Regions from separate parts of the Danio rerio genome. Here region 2 is linked to region 1. The links are chromatin contacts, called in public Hi-C maps. All regions are on one chromosome and are shown on one strand. The core of a region is the stretch at or near the end of the contact, and the rest is flanking DNA. Distances in the headings are between cores, read along the strand shown. Region 1 overlaps gas2l1 (growth arrest-specific 2 like 1). Region 2 has its middle 7.6 kb from the start of emid1.

What was found. Hi-C and Micro-C count contacts between places; a contact is called where the count stands out from the background.
Region 2: a Hi-C map of an unstated tissue shows a contact between it and region 1, with 5 times the contacts expected there. The contact joins two enhancer-like sites. A contact is called at or near these places in 2 of 18 Hi-C or Micro-C datasets (caudal fin and an unstated tissue).

Annotation. Positions count from the first base shown.
Region 1 is chr5:25,477,537-25,483,550 of GRCz12tu, reverse strand. It overlaps gas2l1 (growth arrest-specific 2 like 1), which reads left to right. Exons shown (of 5, transcript XM_695912.10): 5 at 4,218-6,014. Among named protein-coding and RNA genes, the nearest start is that of ap1b1, 9.8 kb to the right of the region's middle. Within about 2 kb of position 1,825, at least 21 of the 62 cell types and tissues checked have an H3K27ac peak or open chromatin away from gene starts, as enhancers often do.
Region 2 is chr5:25,678,420-25,684,643 of GRCz12tu, reverse strand. It overlaps a transcript of gbgt1l5 not described here. Among named protein-coding and RNA genes, the nearest start is that of emid1, 7.6 kb to the right of the region's middle. Within about 2 kb of position 2,168, at least 17 of the 62 cell types and tissues checked have an H3K27ac peak or open chromatin away from gene starts, as enhancers often do.

The DNA.
Region 1 (6,014 bases), core at 576-3,075:
AATGAAAATCAGTTGACGTCAGAACTCAGTGCCAAGCCGCTGTCAGTGTCCAACGTCCAACCTGAAATTAACCATATATCAATGTCTAATGATGTTACAGCTTGACGTTGTGTGGACGTTACCACTATGACATTTATCTGATGTTGGATTTTGGTTGCCATACCTGACGAATAAATGTCAGTATTTTACGTCAATATGATGTTGGTTTAAGATGTTGGCTTGAAATTGGATTTTGGTCACTTTCTAACACAACCTGAATCAACAAAATGTCCACGTCATTTGATGTTGTTATTTTGACATCAAAATAACATTGTCCTTGGACACTGGCTAGACATTGAAGTTTGGTGACCTGACATCATGACCTAAATCTAACCTAATATTATTGTCTTATGAATTTGTGTGCCTGCTGGGCAAACTAAATGCACTACAGAATGTTACGTTTACACACCCACAAATTGCATGTACATGCATCAGCCTTTTCCAGTGTAATACTCACTACTATTAAGTACTTTTGATAGGTTACTTTGAGTATTATTTACAACCGATGCTTTTACTCTTCTTGCACTACATTTTTAGGCAAGTAATGGTATTTTTACCCAAGTATGATTTTTCAGTTCTTCTTCCACCACTGAAAGTCACTGTTGAATCAAAATGCACCTAGACAATAATTGTAAAGTCACCGCTTTTTCATTTTAGATAAGTTGTTGATTGTCAGAAATGTGTAAATTACTATTTTTGAAATCGCAAGGAAATTGCTGACAGAGAAAGTAGCCACTGTGTACATATGGCGCACAGCATGTCTTGTACAGATTCCCCTTGTTTTCTGATGTGCCTGTTATATAAAATCACAGAGATACAAATTAAGTTGAAACTATGTTATCGTTCAAAAGAAGAATATTCATACTGACAATTGATTGCAAAAACAGCACAATTTAAAAGGTTGAATACTTTCATTCATTTAGCATGCAATAAATGGATCAGAAGTGGCATGTGCATGTTTACAACCCTTAGGAAAGTACCTTAATTAGAAAAGTACCTAAAAAACACACCCGAGCCAAAGGCAACTTAAAAACAAAAGCCTTCACATTTTCTTGAGAAAATCTTCTTTGAATATAGAAGTGTAAACATGACACATCTTGTAAATTATAAATAAAACAATTTTGAACATGCACATTTAAGAAGACTGCTTCATATTATAATATTTGTTTATTGATAATATGCGTTTCCTAGTACTGGGTTGTGGCTGGAAGGGCATCCGCTGTGTAAAGCATGCTGGAATAGTTGGTAGTTCATTTCACAGTGGCGACCTCTGAAATAGAGACTAAGCCGAAGGAAAATTAATCAATAATATTAATATTGATCTTTGGTTTTTATTACTTTAATATTTTTTCTGTACAAAAAGAAATATCAATACTGACCAAATGGCTAAACTAAATAGACATAGAGAGAAAATTGTAATAAAACAAAAGAAAACCAATTCATAGAATGACTTCATGCATGTTTGAATATGAAAGTGTGCCATCTCTGTGAGGGAAGAACTGAAGCTTGAAGCGTTATGACTGGAGCACATGCATGATAGCATGTTTGTACGGTTGTTTTGTCTGAAGAGATCCCTCAGGGTGTCTGCCATTTGCTCACACTGACCTAGTTAACTCAACACAAGTAATAACACTGCTCATGCACTGTACCTCAAAAGTGATCTGCATCTTCAGGCAACAGTGCACATGCACACAAATAAACACACACAGTGACACACATACAGATTATTGCAAGGAGATTTGAGCAAATCCCAGGTGACATTGTCCTGTCATCCATCCCCTTGTTGTCCAGTTAATGACTCCACCTTGTGTTAGAAAACGATTATGACAACCTTACAATGGGAGATCGTCCTGCCTAATAATGCAAGTGATAGCATGGTCTCGCATGACTGTAAATGTTCTTATTTGTCATTATTTTAATGGTAATGGGAAAGTTATAATGTAAGTATCATTTTTCTTTTTTTTACAATTGCTCAAAAACAAAACGTTTAACCATAACTGGAAACACCTTGTTGTTCAATAATATACACAACTCTTAAAATGACAACAGACATTTCCTAAAATTCTGAAGTTTCAAAAAGTGCTTCATTATTTCCATCAGATAGCGGGAAATACTTGTTGTCGTCAGTGTTTCCAAGTGCAGCAAGGGCATTGTATAACTGCACCATGAACAGCTTGCTGGTTTACCTTGGCCGTGTGCCTCGGTTTCCTTAGTCTGACTAATGAAGCAGGCCAAGCGTCAGAGCAGCACACTTTAACACTTGCACTCCCAGACCTGCAGGTGAGACAGGTTGGATTACTGCAGATTAGGATAATCTCAGGCCCCAGGTCTGTCACTTCAGAAACAGGTCAGCAAACGGTTTATGGAGGTTACATTACAGAAGAAGGATGCCAGGTGATGTGTATCTCACTTTCTTGGCTAAGTAAGAACGTGTACTTGAATAAAATTAAATAAAACATCCTAAAATATTCCACTTTTCTAAAGAGGATCTTAGGATCCGTATGTTATTGTAGCTAGCCGCTTTTCCACTATTGTGCCGAATCTTTCTAAGAACACTTCGGTACGGTTACGGTTGTTTCTCCACTGAGCCTGGAACGGCGCGGCACGATTACAAACTGTTCTCGGCCCGAAATAATTTATAAGCTATATCTTTATTAGAGAAAGTGCCCTCTCACTTTTGACAAGGCCTGTCCAAAAATATATTTCTGCCACTTTAAATACACTATTATTGTTGCCTTATCATTGTTTAATTTTCTGTTATGTTCAGAGATTTTAATATATTATTTATTTCCCCTCCAATCATTTTCAATTATCACATTACATTTTGGTCATTTTCCCTCTAAATAAAATTTAGCTGCACAACATACCTCTAAATAAATAAGGTTTCTGACATATGTAGCCTACCTATATTTAGCAACCCTATTTGATTGAGCGGCAAAACAGTGTTGATCACAAAGTTGCTTTCGCTTTTATGAACATGAAAAAACTAGTTTCAGCTATTATTTAAATTTAATTAGTAATGTTTCAAAGAGCTTTGTCGCAGCACGACAGTGGAAAATTAAACCGTATCCGTGCTGTCTGGCCCAGTTTGGCACGGAATGGAACGGTTCAGCATAAAGAACGATTCAGCACAATAGTGGAAAAGCGGCTAAAGTTTCAGGATTGATTTTGAAGTAGGTTTTATTCTTATGCAGTCTCTGTGTATTGTTTCATTGTACATAAACTAGTCTTTAAAATTAAAGAAAAGAATGACAGTAGCTATGTTTCCACCCAGAAATGTGAATTAAATATATGTACAAAACTGGAATATCATGCGAATAAAAAGACATGCGAATAAAGAAGCATTTTCATCCAATGAGTCAAAGAGAACAAAATCATTAAAAAAAGTTAACTTTCTGATTAACTGGCACCAAATATCAAGAATAAAAAAAGAATTTGCTGCGGTAGGAGAATTTGTGTGAATCTTCTCTTTAAATAATAAATGACTTGCATCTCAGAAGACGATGCTGACATGCAATAAATGTGTGGTGAGACGTAGAGCACAAACATATGCCCATATTTATTTATGCACATTTTGTAAATTTATGTGCATCTTGGCATTTCCAACAACCGTTTTTTTTTATGCGAATGTCAAAAATGTGCATAAAAATAGGTGGATGAAAACATAGCAATTGATACTTTTATTTTTAAAAGTTAATTTTTTTTGTATTTCACGTATGTGAAAAAGGTGTGTGCACATGTTTGATAATGCCAGAGGCAAGTAATCCCTACCTCTATGGTAGTTTCTCTAATATTGAAGAAAATGGCTTCTAAGGATACAGCCCTGCATGTGGCTCTCAGCAGGTCTGTTGAATGACAAGTATTACAGAAAACCATGAATGTTATTCATACAAGATTTCTGAAAGTTGATGTGACACTGAAGACTAGAGTAATGACAGCTGAATTTCAATCAGAAGAATAAATCTAAATTAATTTAAATGGTTTTAATATTTGACAACATTGACAAGTTTTTTATCACTTTTTTTATCACATTCACTTTATTTTTGTTGGGAAAAAATGCAACTTTCGTAAGCACAGAAGATAAGCATAACATTATTCAGTGGATGCATGGTTTGAACTTGATTATGTTTAATTTCATATGTGGCCATATCTAAGTTGTTCTCTTTTCTTTCACACAGAAATAAGGAATCTCTTCTTCCAGCCCGCAGGCTTTCAGGAGACAGTGACTCTTCTACTGCTTCTTCTAAAGGAGGAAGCACAGGAGGAGGCCGCTTCTCTCTGGGTACACGGCATGCACATGCAGATGAGGTGGTTCTGCTGGTGAACCGAAAAGAGGGAAAACATGTTATTGAACGTCCTGGAGGGGCAGCACAGATTCCAGCCCTGAGAACCCCTCAGACCCGTGCACGCAGTGCTTCCAGAGAGCGCCCTGCACAGCAGGCCAGTACAATCCTGAAACCTAGTCCACCTCAGGGCCTAGCAGAGGTACATCGAACACCCCATACAGAAAGAGGCAGATCTTTGGGGCCTGATGGTCCACGAAAACTGCAGACGCCACGCTCCCTTAGCCAGGGTAAGACACCTAGAGGTAGACTGGGTGATGTCAGTCCTGGATCATCTCCCCGCCGCAAAGACCCTCATCCTCTTTCCATAGATCGAAGAGAGGAACTAAGACCCAAGCACGTGCCGACAGCTTCCCCAAAATTAAGTGGAAGTATGCCTAGAAGACAAGCAAATTCCTCAGGCTCAAACTCACCTGCGAAGGGCTGCACTAGTGGAAGTCCTGCGAAAAAAGGAATGGTCATGCCAAGGCCTCCTGCTCCTCGGTCACCATCCTCTGGAAGCCGGAAGTTACTTCCCCCTGTCACACAACCAGGACGGCGATCCCCACATTCTTCTCCCCGTTCAAGTCATCATCCACCACGCTCCCCTCGATCTGCTCATAATTCAAGATCTATAGGAAGAGACCAAAGAGTTTGGGCAAATCCGCACAACCAACAGCAGGAGAGCCAGGAGGACAGCAGCATATTTAGTTTACACCTGTTGCCAAGTCTTGACCCTCAAAGGGAGCAAGACCTGTATCGCAGCTTTGAGGCAGAGTTTCTTGCCAATACGCAACAAGCTAAGGCTGGGCACGGTAAAGCATCTGCTGGAAGGGAGATGAGGTCACTACAGCTCCCTGGCTCTCAACAAGCTTTAGGGGTACTCCCAAACTCTTCTGGTGACACTAACGTTACAGACTCTGCTTACTCTTCTTCTAACTCTTCAACGTCTTCTCTTAATGTTGGAGGTAAAGTGGGAGTCCTGCCTGATTTGCGAGAGTCTAAACGGACTAATTCTCGTACCTGTGCACTCGAAGACCCTCCTGCCCTTCTGCATAGCCAGATTCGTGGAGGCCTCACTAACGGGGGGATGATGGAAGGAGAGCGATGGGGTGGCAGAAGCGGTCTCCGTAAGCTCCCAGCCATCTCCAGCTCCATAGAGGAAGGGGAGACCTCAAATCCAGGCTTATCAAGGTCAGTGTGCCACCCCAAAGACATCAATGGCAGCCTTCCTTTGACTGAGGTACCAATGGAGAGCCAAGAGGAACTGGTGGAATGGCCTGGGTTGGAGGCAGACGTGCCACAATGTGAACATCACCCGGACCTGCCATATGACAATGCTGACCAGCCTCTACCTGAATCATTTCCCTCCCCTCCACCCCCTGTTGATGACTGTTCCTATCAGGACTCTTCCAGTGAAAGCTCCTCCATGTGCTTAAGTCTGAGTGAGCCTCCATCTGAGGGCTCCTGCACTCCTCCTCGGCCACTGGCCAATGGGGATGCGGATGGCACAGTTGTCCTCCGTGCCAAGAAAAGTCAAAAGAAGGCAGAGAGAGTCCCGTCCATCTACAAGCTCAAGCTGCGTCCACGGATACGACCTCGCACTGACAACAGACCCGATAACAGCCCATCACGCATCCCTACGCCTGTACG
Region 2 (6,224 bases), core at 919-3,418, 200 kb before region 1:
CACACACTCATACGCCAATTTAGTGTATGTTTGGACTCCGGAGCACCCGGAAGAAATCCACACCGACATGGGGAAAACATGCAAACTCTACACAGAAATGTCAACTGGCCCAGCCGGGACTCGAACCAATGACCTTCTTGCTGTGAGGCAACTGTGTTAACCACTGAGCCACCGTGCCGCCTTTATTTATTATTTTACTCATTTAAATGATGTAATTAGTCATTATTATTGTACAGTATTTTGTCAATTTTAAAATGTTAAAGTTGAATTGTTTTGTAGACTGTTGCAGTCTTCAGTGTATGTGACTGTCAGGAGGTATGATCATGATTCTTTGTTTGTGGTTGTCTGTCTGCATTTCTGTTGACTTGCTGAAAAGCACTTTGGCCAATGAAAGTTGTTACAAAATAAAAATGTCAACGTCAGTGTCAAATGATACTTCATCATTCAAAAATTAAGATTTAGTGATCAAGAAAAAAATTAATGAAAATTCTTGATATCTTTAGGCAAACTGTTTTTTTTCCAGGATTTTAATTCTTGAATATTCTTAAATTAACAACAATTAATTGAAAAATAAATAGTTTTGAAAGACGTTCAAAAGTATAAATGGTACAAAATAGGGAATGAAAGTATAATTTAAAAAAAAAAATTTTTTAAAGATAATGTTTTAGACTGAAATATATTTTTGCTGTGGTTACTCACTCTAAATAACTTACTAAATAAACATGGTCTATCAATATCAGGTGATATTTTCTATAAACATACAACAACTTCAAGATAATACTCTCAGTAATGATTTTAAATCACACTGAACTGAGCTAAACTGAACTGAACTTAAACACTAAAAACTGAACTACACTGTTCCAGTTACTATGACCATTTATGTGAAGCTGCTTTGACACAATCTACATTGTAAATAACACATTGTATACAAATAAAGCTGAAATGAATTGAATAATTTCACTTTAAACGTGAACTGCACCTTGTTACTTTTGACCCTGTCAGAAGGTATAAAAATAACACATTGGTGGGTCAAACATAACACAACACTATAAGTTAGACATTACTGGCTTAATCTTGTTTATTTTAAATATACAGTGCTTAGCATAATTGAGTACACCACATTTTGAAAACGAATATTTGTATCCGTTTCTCAGTGAATATTGGCAATGTATTTCGGTAAAACAAAACCAATTTAAACAAAACCGATTTATTAAACAGATATCTATATTCAAATAATGTTTAGTCACCAAACAGAAATTGAAAGATAAAACAATTAAATTAAAAAAAAGTACAACTTACAAAATTTCAACTTTTTTCCCATTTTTTGCTTGTCTTGACTTTTCCTCTTTTTAAAATTTGTATGCAATATCTTTTTTAACATACAAATTTGACTGTACTAGTTTTTGGACCATTATCATAAGTTATTTTGTTAGATAAGCTTTAGATTTGGCTTCAGTACTGACTAATCTAATGTATATGCACAAATATAATATTGTATAGCTTCCTATTAAAAATAATTTAAAAGATAGATTTGTGAGTGGTGTACTTATTTATGTTGAGCATTGTATATGACAATGACAGTTTTAATAAAAAAATATTGTCCTTTTTCAAAACAATATTAAACTTCAGCTCCTTCAAGGGCTGCATGCAGAATGTGCTTTTATAGCCTGGAAAGCAAACGTTGTCAGGGCTTCAAGAAAACATTTGTGTTATATCGACCCATGTTACTCTCCTCTACATATTTAAAAGATACAGTTTCAATTCAATTCACCTTTATTTGTATAGCGCTTTTACAATGTAGATTGTGTCAAAGCGGCTTCACATAAAAGATCATAGGAAATTGAAACAGTGTCAGTTCAATTTTCAGAGTGTAAGTTAGTTCAGTTTAGCTCAGTTCAGTGTGGTTTAATAATCTCTACTGAGAGGCCAAACATTGAAGAGCAATCTATTGATACAGTATACTGATTATTTTCTATTTCTGTTTTGAATAAACATTTATTTTTAACTTTCTGCTGTTCTTTGTATATTAATTATGCTTAAATAATGTATTATTTTTCTGTTTGTTAATAAATCTACATTTTTCTTTTTTTTATAAGAATACTGATTTAAAGTGTATTATGTTGATTGCCACCAGGAGGCACCACACTCCAAATTTGTGTCCTTCATTAACTTCAAGCCACAAGGAGAAACAGAAGGCAACTGCTATCCGCAGGCTGGCTATTCCTTCTCCGTCTGTGTGACGTCTGGATTCCAGCCAGCAACGCTCATGCACCCCTCATTCCTCTCCAGGCCCTGATATATGTAATCTCACAGGATAGATCTTATTAAGTCGTCTGTCTATTTGATTCAGCGTGACAGTTTTTTACACCCGTGAGCCTTCAGAGACATGGCGGGGGATGGAACTGGTGGGAGAAAGGGGCTGCTTTGTGTTCACTTAATTACAGTCCTAACATTTCTTTCTCTAGATTATGTTTCACCCAGGTATCCGTACCAGCTCCCATCCGAGGCTTCCCCAGACCCATTTACTCATGGTTCAACTTTACATTCTCCAGCGAAACCTCAGAGAAAAAAAAGAAACACATCAGTCTGGTTCAGGGTGGACAGACTTTAACTTATGCGCCATAATATACGTACAGGATATATAGGTAAGAGAGCATAAATTTAAGAGCCTTGTCTTTTCCTGTCCGATCTGCATATGTTTATGCTTTGGCACATGTCACATTTTTCATACATAACCTTTGGGTCACTAAAGGAATTCAGTCCATTCTTATAGAACTTGATATATATTTCCTGCTTTTGAAAGTTTAAAGTTTGCCCAAGAAAAAGCAAGTGCCTGTGGAAAAATATTATCTGCATCAAACAGTGCAGCTTTTCCACTTGGCATATCTCCGTATACATGTCCCTTTTATTCTTTCTTTACTTTTTTTGCCTGGGTATGGTTGATTCTTTCTTCACCTTGTTATAAATAGATGAATTATTGCCAGGTGAGCCAATTCTTTATAATTAAGTGGGACAAAGTCGTTTCCAACACAGTATAGAGAGCACACAGGCAACTAAGTTTAGAACAAAGTGCCCTCTTCTCAGCAAATCCTTGTTTCGGGAATGTTTAAAGTGCCAATAAGTGCTCAATGTTTACACCAGGAACTCTATTAACAATAGAGGTGACCACAAGAAGCATTCATTGGGGGCACTTTTACAAGTTTGCACAGTCGATTCAAGGCAATAAAGAGAGTGTTTATATGCTTGGATGAACAAAAAAAAAATTGAAAATAAAGGAAATATTTAGCTAGGAGGGATACATGGTGGCTTCGTTTGGGAATAGTTCAGGTTCAACTGAAGTTTTCAAAGTTTGTCACACAAGGTTAATTGAAAACATTATGTGTGGCACTTAGTTCAAAACTAAAAGGGACTGATATGCTTTGGTCCTACTCTTGCTGCCAAACGCAATTCATAACTTTTTGATTCAGTGGCTTATTGTGATCTCATTCATACAATTTAGTATGATTTGCCAATCCTTCAATGGTGGTTGGGTTTAGGGCTGGGGTTTGGTGCTATCCATTCCTCCTTCTAAAAATGTTACATTTTTGTATGACTGAACTCGTATGAATTTGTACAAATTAGCCACTAAATTGGCAATATGTGAAATAGGTTTCCTCGTAATATCAAATTGGCCAAAACAGTGAGACATTGACTCTAAAAATATCCCTAAAGTTGTTCTATGGCAGGTGTGCCCAAACTCTGTCCTGCATAGTTTAGCTCCAACTACCTTCAACATCTACCTGGAAGATTCTAGTATAGCTAGAAAGAGCTTGATTAGCTTGTTCAGGTGTGTTTAATTGAAGTTGGAACTAAAATATGCAGGACCGAGTTTGGACACCCATGTTCATTGGTATCTAACATCCTGGAATTCTATATGTTGTTAATTGGAGCCACTGTGGACCAAATTTGTTGGTCCTACATTTCCAACAGATGTTCAATTGAATGTACTCTTCATCATGTTCTTTAAACTATTCCTGAACAAAGATTTCCTGCTCATAGAAGCTACTTCTTCTAGGGAACACCATTGTCAAGACAGGCGAAATCTGGCTTGCAGCAATGAGTCAGATTTACGTCCAAATGAATGACCAGACCCAGGGTTTCCCAGTAGTACATTGTCCAAATATCACATTTCCTCTGCTTGTCTGTCGTTGTTTCGCAGTGCATAGTGGTGCCATCACTTCCCTTGGAAACGACTTCAAAGATACAAGGCACACAATGAGATGGCAAAAATATTGGTCTCATCCAGCCTAATCTCACGAGAAAACATAAGTATTTTACCTTTTGCCAGTTTAGTGGCTAATAAGTGGAGTCGTACGAAAATGAATCATTTTAAAAAGGAGGCGTGGCACCTAACTCCATCCCTAAATGTAACCGTCACTGGGGGATGAGCAAATCATACTAAATTGTACAAATTAGATTGTACGAATTCATACGAATTAGCCACTAAATCAAAAAGTTACGAATTGCCATGAGATTGTGTTGTCTCATCTGACCTGTCAGCCTTTTACTCCTTCAAGGTGCCAGTCAGACTCTCATGTGCCACTTTGAAGGTGCTTTTGGTTATAGACAATAGTTCACCATACAGTATGCTTTCTGATTGCTTCTCAGTCCTATACACAGCAGAGCGTGATGCACTGTATCTTTTTACACATTCCTCAAATGGAGATCTATGGGCCTCAGTAGACATTCTGTTTGTTTAGAACAGATGGGATAGCCTCTATACACAACATTTTGTGAAATGAAAAGGTTCTACAAATGTTAAAGATACTTCACTGAACCACTGAGGCTAATAAATAACTTAGACATTCATCTGGTCACTTGACTGATCTTGAATGTTTTGTCTACAGTACATCATTTCTTGCTACTTCAATTGGCATACATCATTTTAGGGTTTTAGGTTACATTGTAACCTGTTGTTATGTTGTGAAATGGGATAAAACTCCCAATTTGTTTTTGTCTTTCACACTAAAGTGACGTTTACATGCAACTGTGGGCTCTCATGTTAATTTTAGTCTTTGACTAAAGTTCCATTTTGGTTTTAGTCATATTTCTGAATCATTTTAGTTAGGGTTGCATGATTAATCATAATATCATGATATAACAATATTTGTGGCCCATGATCGATCATTAAACATTATCACCATTTTACAGTATAAAGACCAAGCTATTCTTTTATTGGGTGGAGTTTACGAATTGTACCGCATCTCAAGCATGAGGTGACTGCATTTAGGTTGCAAGGGTTTTTTTCGAGGAATGCAATGTTGATCAGGAAACCTTTCCTGTTCAGTCCAAACCTCCCAAGGTAACACAACAAACCCCATTAACCACCTTAAAAACATCACAAAGTGGCTGTCGTGAGTAGGTTAATGAGCTTAGGAGAATTCTGCTTTACGTTTTTCTATGCATTACTAACATCACTAAACCAGACATTTGTTTTGTAAGTTAACCAAATGTTAGTGAAGATTCAGCCTATTTTTCTGACATGTTTGCCAGACATAGACAGAAGACTCTATATCCAATTGTTTCAATGTAAAAAAGAAAATGTTATTGGGGCCCTGTTCACGCGGGCCCAGAATCGTGGTTGTTGCTAGATCGCATACGGTTGGAGCTGGAAGTTAATGAAAATTATTTACCTGTACCACAAAACAAAAACTGCTTCATTCAGAAAGTCATTTAGCGATGTGATTATTTCTTACATCTGTAAGGATGTAATGATACTGTAAATCTATAATTTCTGCTATCAGGGAGTTGCATACAACATACAAGATAATGAAACTTCCTTGAAGTGAAGCGCACTTTTATTTTTTATGTACAACTTTGATTTAGAATTATTCTATGTGAGTTAACATACCACGGGCGAGGCAGTGGCACAGTAGGTAGTGCTGTCGCCTCACAGCAAGAAGGTCGCTGGTTCAAACTTCGGCACAGTTGGCGTTTCTGTGTGGAGTTTGCATGTTCTCCCTGCCTTTGCGTGGGTTTCCTCCAGGTGCTCCGGTTTCCCCCACAGTCCAAAGACATGCGGTACAGGTGAAGTGGGTAGGCTAAATTGTATGAGTGTGTGTGTGGATGTTTCCCAGAGATGGGTTGCGGTTGGAAGGGCATCCGCTGCGTAAAAACTTGCTGGATAAGTTGGCGGTTCATTCCGCTGTGGCAACCCCGCATTAATAAAGGGACTAAGCCGACAA